Linked DNA regions of Capsicum annuum: region 1 is linked to region 2. The links are chromatin contacts, called in public Hi-C maps. All regions are on one chromosome and are shown on one strand. Each heading gives the region's core, a stretch centred on a gene start, on an enhancer-like site or on the middle of the called end of the contact. The rest is flanking DNA. Distances are from core to core; before and after follow the strand shown.

Region 1 (4,355 bases), core at 1,147-3,646, 140 kb after region 2:
TTTACTATGTGTTTGTGTGGTATCTCGTATCTTGAGCCGGGGGTCTATCGGAAACAGCCTTTCTACTTCATCAGAGGTAGAGGTATGGACTGCGTACATCTTACCCCCCCCCCCCCCAGACCCCACTAGGTGGGAATACACTGGGTTTGTTGTTGTTGTTGTTGTGTTTTACATATGTTCAAAAGGTGTTTCTAATTGATAAACGCCCTTTTGTATTAAATGATTTATGAAAATGATGGCCACCTGATCTTAAAGTCTTGAAAGGGGAGTGTTTTGCATAAGTTTTCATGTGCTTTTGAAATAAGAACTCTCATCTGATAATTAATCATTTTATTGGTCAAATAACATGCTTTTAAATAAAGGGCTATAGACATGATATGATATGACGTATACAGATTGCAAGTCTAGCAATGACGATACTTATTACGAAATGCCCTTAACCTGAAAGTAAAGAATGTTATAAGTATAGAGCCTGGTTTTAAAAGGTTAAAAATAGGCTTAAAGAGAGTTAAATGGCTACCCGAAGAAGGCATGAGTTTAGATAACTTATTATCGTAAATCGTGTTTTGCTGGCACCGATTTTTTATGTCCTGAAATATAGATTATACGCTGGCGATAAGCCCTGTGGTGTATTAAAAATTACATACCCCAATTCATGTGGAAAACTCGGATTAGGGACTTGGCCACCGAGTTAAGGGTGTATTCCATATGGCCCGTGGGATTATATGAATATAGGGTGTACCATGTAGCTCATAACTAAAACAAAGAGAGTTGAGTTTATGTTTTTCGCAAGAATTCCTTGAAACTCTTAATATGCCCATGTGTTTTGATCTCTAATATGGTTAGCTATTTTCATAATGTTCTCAGTTATTTTATATGAAATATATGTTGTTGTTTTTTGATTAGTTCTACATACCAATACATTCCAAGTATTGATCGTCCTCGTGGTGGCTGCATTGTCTTATAATGTAGGTTCTGAGGTACAGTCCCGTAGTCCAGCTCAGCAGTAGATTACTCTCAAATATTCGATGAGCCTCCCTTACTTCGAAAGATATTTTATTCTGATGTTATTTTCAGTTAATTTTTTGGTCCGGTTGGGGACCTTGTCCCGGCTTAGACAGTTTAGTTTTTCAGTAGAGGCTTTGTAGATTAGTTTAGACTGGATTTGGGTTTCATGGATTGTTGTTATGATGTATTTTCGTTTGATTAAGAGACCTTCCATGTTTCAATTTATATTCCACACTAATATTTCATATGGGTTATGTGCTTGATTGTATGGTAAAAGAGGGCTCTCGGGCCTTCATGATTTGGAATGTTTGTTGCGGCTAGGGCCTCGGTTCGAGTCGTAACACTGTTGGATGTGGTGGAGCAATACAATTTATGCCATTTGGAGCATTCGAGATGACCTGTCCAACAATTCGAAACATCAAACTCCGATACTACTCTTTGGTTTGGTTGTCTTCTTTTCCTAGACATGTGTTGTCAAACTTTTGCACATGTTTTAAGTTAGGTGATTGTGATTCATATCAAGTCTTCGGGGTATTTCAATTGTATTATCCTGACTTTTTTTGTATTTAGAAATCCTCAATAATTTATCACCATTTACGCTTATGTCACTCCTCGACCCTGGGTCTTGGCAAGATCGACACTAAGGGTTCGTTTGGTAGAGTGTATAAGAATAATGCTAAATAGGGTGTATTAGTAATGTTTGTATTACTAATGCAAGCATTAGTAATGCTGGTATTAGTTATATATCCATTATTTTTTACACATTATTTGGCTTGTTGTATTAAAGGTAATATATATTTATATAATTTGTGTAAAAAAAAATGTTTGTTTATCAAATTACCTTTTCCTTAAACCCTTCCTTGTATAGTATTTTCCAAGAATAGATCGAACGGCAACAACTATATTCACTTCTTCTCTGTTGATGGATTTCCTTCCTGACATCAAAAATTGTTTTCCTTATGTCTGTATCTTCATCTACACGATCGAAGCATTGACGATCCTTGGCATTAAGAACTAGTGCTTCTAAGATGGAGTTGCTATTCAGTAACGTTTGCTCGTTGCCCAATATTTAGAGACAATGCCTAGGAAGAACGAAAGTCATAGACAAAACAAAATGATCCAAACGGTGAAGGAGCAGAGTAACAAGACTAGACAGGAAGCCAACAGATCCAGCATGATAAAGGGTAATAAAGTCATTTTATAAATTAATACATGTGTTGAAAGTCTTACATTACTAATACATGGAAAATGGTGTGTATTATTAATACACATCTCGATACATAATACAATGTATAATTAGTACAAGTATTATTTATGCATAGTAAAAATATGATACCAAATAAAGTATTACTAATACTCATTAACTAATATATGCATTAGTTTTTTCTATACACTCTGCCTAACGACCCTAAATGTCTTAATTTTCTTGATCAAACCATTAGAATGACATGAGAGTTGAGAATATGCGATAAGGTGGGATAAACTGAAAGAAAGAAGTCTTTGAAGATAATTTCTATCCATATGTACAACCCAAACTTAAAAAAGAAAAAAAAAAAAAAAAAAGGAGGGGGGGGGGGGGGGGGGGGGTTAAGGTTTACGAAATTTCATCCACGCTTCGCCCCTCAATCAAACAACGTGGCCCTACAAAATGATGATAAGATACAAGTGGATGCAAACGTAGGTAGGTAGTTACTTATAAGAATTGAAATGTTTAGTAAGCAAGAAGAAGAATTGAGAAATTGAATATAAGGATGGCTTGTGTGGGGAGCGGCATATGTGGAGTGGGCATCAGTAATGCTCATTGTAACAGGCACTCATATTATTTGAATAAAAAAGCTTTACACCACAAACTTAACAACACCACAAGTCAATTACTATTATTTAGTAAGGGTAAACGAAGAATACGAGCAGCAGCTGAAAAGGAATCAAGCAGCATGGCGACTGAGATAGCCGGAGTCAAGGTCATTAACAACCCTCCCGACTCTAAACTCGCTGACCTCGGCGTCAGGTCTTGGCCCAAGTATGTCTCTCATTTATGTTTTTTCTTCGCTAAACCCTAACATAAAGGACTGCTCAGTTACCCTTTTTTTCTGTGTTTGATAGTTCTCCCGCCCTCCAGTAACCAATTTCTATATGCCTTACGTATTTGAGAATTGGTAAAGCTTTTTCGGGGCTAAAAAAAGTTACATTATCCACCTAATAATATGAACTAGATAAAACTTTGTCCAATTTCATCCCTCAGTCATTATCGAATTAATCCACCCCTATCTTATTTCTGAACCTGCCTTACGGTTTAAGGGGCTGTATTTATTAGTTTTGAACAGTGTTGAGAAGCATTCTTTTCATACTTGAGTCGACTGACAGTTGAGAATTCCATTCTTTTGTTAATTCTTTTAGTTATTTTTGATTGGTAAAGAATTTGTGATTAAAATATCCGCCAAATATGCTTTGTTTTTCAGCATACATTAGTATAACCGTGATATAGACAATGAAAGATCCTCCAAAAATTTACCAGAACTGCCTCATGAGATCATTAAGAAACTGCAGTTATTATCTTATCTTTTCGTTAGAAATGTAAAGATAAACATTGTTTTATTTAGAGATGATGTTTCATTTATTACTTACAGATAATCTTATCTTTTAATTAGATGTAATGGATTTATCTCCCATACCCCACTTTGTGGGAATACACTGGGTTTGTTGTTGTTGTAGATGTAATGGATTTATCTGCCCTTATTTATTTTTTTGGGGTAACAACTGTAAACATTACCAACAACAACATTTTACATACCCAGTGTATACTCAAAGGCAAAGTGGTGCCTGGGGAGGGTAGAGTGTATGGAGACCTTACCTCTGCCTTAGAGATAGAGCGGCTATTTCCAATATATCCCTGTTCAAGATAAAACGGTTCCAAAAAAAGCAATGGAAATAAAAGAAACAACAGACAGTAATAAAACAACAGGGGACAAAACTAAAACAAAATAATACTATATTCAAACCACACGAAACAACAGATAATAATAGAAATCGAAGAATAAAAACTAGAAAAGTACTAGGACTACTAGAATGGACAACAAGAACAAATACAACTAAAGAGCACCTAATTATCATAACCAATTTCTAGGAAGGGTGCTACGAAAAAGTAAGCCTTCAACAAACAAAAAAACTAATTGAGCCTATGAATCAAGCTACTACTTTTCTGTGACTTCCTAGACAGTTCAAGAAGATCTATTTTGTGTACAACTTCCTTCTTAACTTGTGTAATGACTAGCTTTGTATGTACACTTACTCCTTTGAATAATTTCCAATTCCTAGCTCTTACAGTATGGTGAATGATAGCCCCCCAA
Region 2 (4,506 bases), core at 226-2,725:
TCAGTAATTGAACTAGAGTACACAGAACCATAGGAGCAAAGTGCAAATCAAGAAATTGACATAAGTCTCTCAGGTTTAGCATTTGGGATACACAAAAAATAGGAAGTAAAAACAACAATAAAAAGAGGGCAGAATGATTCGCAGACTCATTAACCAGATTTTTGATTCAATATGCATAATCCACCAAGAGCAACCTGGAGAAACAAGAATATATGCGAATTGAAAGATCCTCTGACTGATCAAAAAAGTTTGAAATTTTTTTGTTCTTTTTTGATAACGCCAACTTGCACACACCTCGACTAATTCCACGGATACCTGCCACACCTCCCACCAGCAACAAAAGGTACCACACACCTCGACTAATTCCATGAGACACCTGCCACCTCCTACCAGCAATAGCTACCACACACCTCGGTGCCTGACACCTCCCACCAGCAACAACTACCAAACACCACACACCTCGACTAATCCCACATGATACTAGCCACCTCCCATTAGCAACAGGTATCAAATAACAACTTTTTCACCCAAGAAAGCCCCTTTTATCAAGGTACAATAGCTTCACCAATACAGTCTCTCTCGCTAATCAATACCATTCAATTTATGGATCACAATCCAATCCAATCAACAAAAGAAATAATTTTAACAAGAGGTCAATCCAAAGTCAACTAACACCAACAACCACAACAAAACCTCACTAATTCACAAAAAAAAAAAAAAAAAACAATCCCAAACATCAAATCCAACAAAGAAACAAACTTTTCAATCAATAAATCAAGAAACACCAACCAACCAACCTAAAAGTATCCAACTGCACTTGATCAGTATTCCCAGCAGCAGCAGCAGCACCATCAGATGACCCAGATGAACTAGTACTTGAAACTGAAACTGACCCATGATCATTTCCAATTGAAGAAACAGATGGCATGGGTAAGGGATGAGTCTTTTCCAAAGAAGAACCTGAATCAAACCCAGAGAATCCAGAACCAGAACCACCACCACCAGCAAAATCCTTACTAGTTCTTGGTGAATTTCTACAAAGTAACTCATCAAAACTTTTGGGTTTTACATACTTGTCCCTTTCTTTATTCTTGGTGGACTTTTTCCCCCACCAAGCAGGCATTTTCACTTCAACTAAATGAGTCAAGAAAAGAGTGAAATCTTGTATATTCTAGGTGTATACTGCTGTATACAGTCAGATAAAGAGCAAAAAGATAGAGAATTTAATTTGGGTTTTCAAGATTTGATTATTTGATTATTTTTGGGAAGGTGAAAGGGGGATGTATTTGATGAGCTGACGAAGAAAACTTTGAGAAGGAAATAGGAAGGTAGATAGATAGAAGAGAAGTGGAGAGGGAGAGCAGGGCCTGCCAAGTTGGTTGTACGTGTTTTGCGTTTGCACCCCTAATGTATATATTTGTCAATTTGTTGCCTAAATAAATCTCTTTTTTTGTATGCAAATTTGTTGTTGCGGCTTCTTTGTTTTTTTGGTTTGTAAAAGAGTAAGTATAAATAAAACGACAGATTGATGGATATAGTATTTCGTGTTTACTTAGAATTTGAGAGGGTTAAAAAGTATGATATTGATAGAATTTTACTGAAGAAAATACTTTATAGTCTAATAAAGACTATAATAGTGAAAGAAAGAAGGAATCTTGTAATTTTTACTTTAATTATACAATTAGTTTTTTTTTTTTTCCAAATCATAGTATAGGTTTTAGCGTTCCATAGATATGAAAGATAATATGTACTTAATATATAACGATCTAAAGAATTTGAGTCGATGGATAATTTTATTCCTTTAATGATCATATTGATTTATTTCTTAAATGGAGGCTCACCACTGGGCATTATGCAATAAGAATATGTCCTTAATGCTTAGAGGAAACTCTTACACAGTGGTTGTACCGTTTGATTAGCATTATTATATTAAACTGAGTGTTGGCCAAACAAGAATGTTCACGTTCAGAAGATGAATGTAGTAAAAATATAGATGCTCCGATGTATGTGTGGGCATAGTATGGTGGATATGATAAAGGTCTGTATACCTCTTATCCTCCTCATATTCCACTTATGAAATTACGATTATAAATACTCCTTACTTTTTTGAAAGCTCGATAGTTATTTTTTAATTTATGATAGAATTATTTTCTACATTAATAGAACTAACTTGATTACCAAAGTATCCTATTCCTAATTGATATTAAAGTGATGAAAATAATCTCTTTTTCCTTCTAAACTAATAAATTTATTCACCGATAAAATCGAACATAAGTCATGACTATCACGTAATCAAACGCAAAGTATTGAACAATGCAAAAGATAAAAATATAAAATTCGCTATAAAAAATATAATTCAGAGACGTAATCAAATGTATAATAACAACCACAATTTTTATGGCAGTTGTTCATTTCTTCATCGACACAACAAGCATCTACTTATTCAAATCCAATTGTATGTATTTGTTATTTCACAAGACATTTAAAGAGAGATGAATTTTTCACCGTCTCCATGGATGAACTACATTGTTTGCCTCTTCAATGGTCACATCACAATAACAAAGGGAGACTAGAAACCATCGAAATTTATAACATAATTATTGACCTCACTTTAAAATTCATCTTTATTTTTATATTTCGTGTTCAAAATTTAAGAATTAAAAAAAATACCTTTATATTCTATGTGAATTTAAATAATTCAAAATAATGAACTGACGAAACTATTAGATGTTTAAAACAAAAAAATAAAAATTAAGAATCAACCAAGACCGCAGTGAAAGCGTATAGAATTACTTTTGTCCAAGACGACAAACTATATGAATGGGATGTGAAGAGAAAGAAGTAAAATGAGGGATCAAAATGAAAAGAGAGAGGGGGAGTAGGCACACCGCACATGTGGTCTCAATACCTATAGAAAAGCAAACAGTGAGGAACAGCTTCGGAACTTTGGAGACGGCAATCAGTGGTTGGATTAAATCGAGTACATGACGTGCCTCTATTCTTTTATTTTATTTATTTTGTAGTTGTCGAGTTTCTATTAAAAATAATCTTTTAACTTAAATTGTTATACGATTTGTATATATTTTATCCTTTTTAGTTATTTTATGTAATTACACATGTTGTTGTTGTTTGTATTTTGTACTGAGCTCTCACCATTTAAATTTTTTTTTTTGGTGAAGACCATTGAAATTATTTGTCTAACTTTACTTCTAAATTATTTTTTTTAAAAATGCCTTTTTTTAGTAATTTAATAATTTTGAGTTTCATCTCTCTACGTAGGATCAAAAGACATAAGAGTAAAGAATTATTTTGATATATTTAATTTGTTTTTAATTTAAAATTATAAAAATAAAATATTTTTATAAAATTTTATATTAAATTAAAATCCAATAAATAAATTAAAGTGGAGAGAGCAACAAAGACGGCTTTCTGGAAATATAATTGACTCATCTCTCAACTCTCACGTCTTAAATGTGGTCGCGTTTGGTTTGAGAGGAAATCATAACTCGAACAAAAGTATATTATCTTAATAATTATAATATTTATTACTTGCATTATTTTTAGTATGTAGTAGTTGCATAGTATAAAGTTGTAAGATGCAATGTGGGGACACCATAATAATTAGCAGAATGCAATAATTTTAATTTTAATTTATTTTAAAAAATATTTAATATGTATAAATAATTTATATAACTGTCATAAGTAGATAAAAATTATAATTCAAAATTCATCAACTAAAATTTTTTGATTTGCTAATATCTTATTTCTCAAAGAGGTCAAAACAAGGTGTATTATGTATATGTTTGTTTAAACAGAGTGATGCTTTCTCTCGTCCATAAGGTAATATGTGTTTGTTTAAACAAAGTGATGCTTTCAATCTCTCGTCCATAATAAATCCTTTTGACCTTTAGGCTTTAATACACCTCTAAATAAAAGACTAACTTCTAGAAAAAAAGAAAGATACGTACTTCAACAGAAAACTGAAACAGTTTAAAAGATTTTTTCAGTAATATGTATTCGCTAAGTGTTGTCGGTCAAAAACTCTCGATGCATGTCCTAAAAATAAGAATGTTGAGATGGAGATATGGGTATATTAGATGTGATAAAATTAGAAATATTGAAGCATTCGAGATAAGGTGGGAGTAACCTCTATGGTGCACAAGATGAGGAAAGTGAGATTGAGATTGTTTGGACATGTGATGTGGCGAGCTTCAAACGTCCTAATGAGGAGGTGCAAGGGGTCGAATATAGTGGGTACGAAGAGGGGTAGAGTTAGGCAAAAAAAGTATTGGGGAGAGGTAATTAGACAAGATATGACACATATTTAAATTACCAAGGACGTAACGTTAGATAAGGGGATATAGAGGTTGCGCTTTAGAGTAGATGATTAGTGGGTAGAAGTGTTGTTGTGCAATAGCCATAGTATGGTAAAGTAGGATTTAGCCGTAGATATCTGTCTTTGTTGTCATTTGTTGTATTTTGATTATCGCACTATTTTGTGAGTGA

What was found. Hi-C and Micro-C count contacts between places; a contact is called where the count stands out from the background.
Region 1: a contact with region 2 is called in a Hi-C map of leaf, with 2.2 times the contacts expected there. The contact joins the promoter of LOC107850765 here to the promoter of LOC107850668 in region 2. A contact is called at or near these places in 2 of 5 Hi-C or Micro-C datasets (leaf and placenta).

Annotation. Positions count from the first base shown.
Region 1 is chr12:28,815,070-28,819,424 of UCD10Xv1.1, forward strand. LOC107850765 reads left to right here and starts at 2,397. Exons shown (of 2, transcript XM_016695511.2): 1 at 2,397-3,028. The coding sequence starts at 2,760.
Region 2 is chr12:28,675,048-28,679,553 of UCD10Xv1.1, forward strand. It overlaps LOC107850668 (mitogen-activated protein kinase kinase kinase 3), which reads right to left and starts at 1,476. Exons shown (of 11, transcript XM_016695360.2): 1 at 798-1,476. The coding sequence starts at 1,123.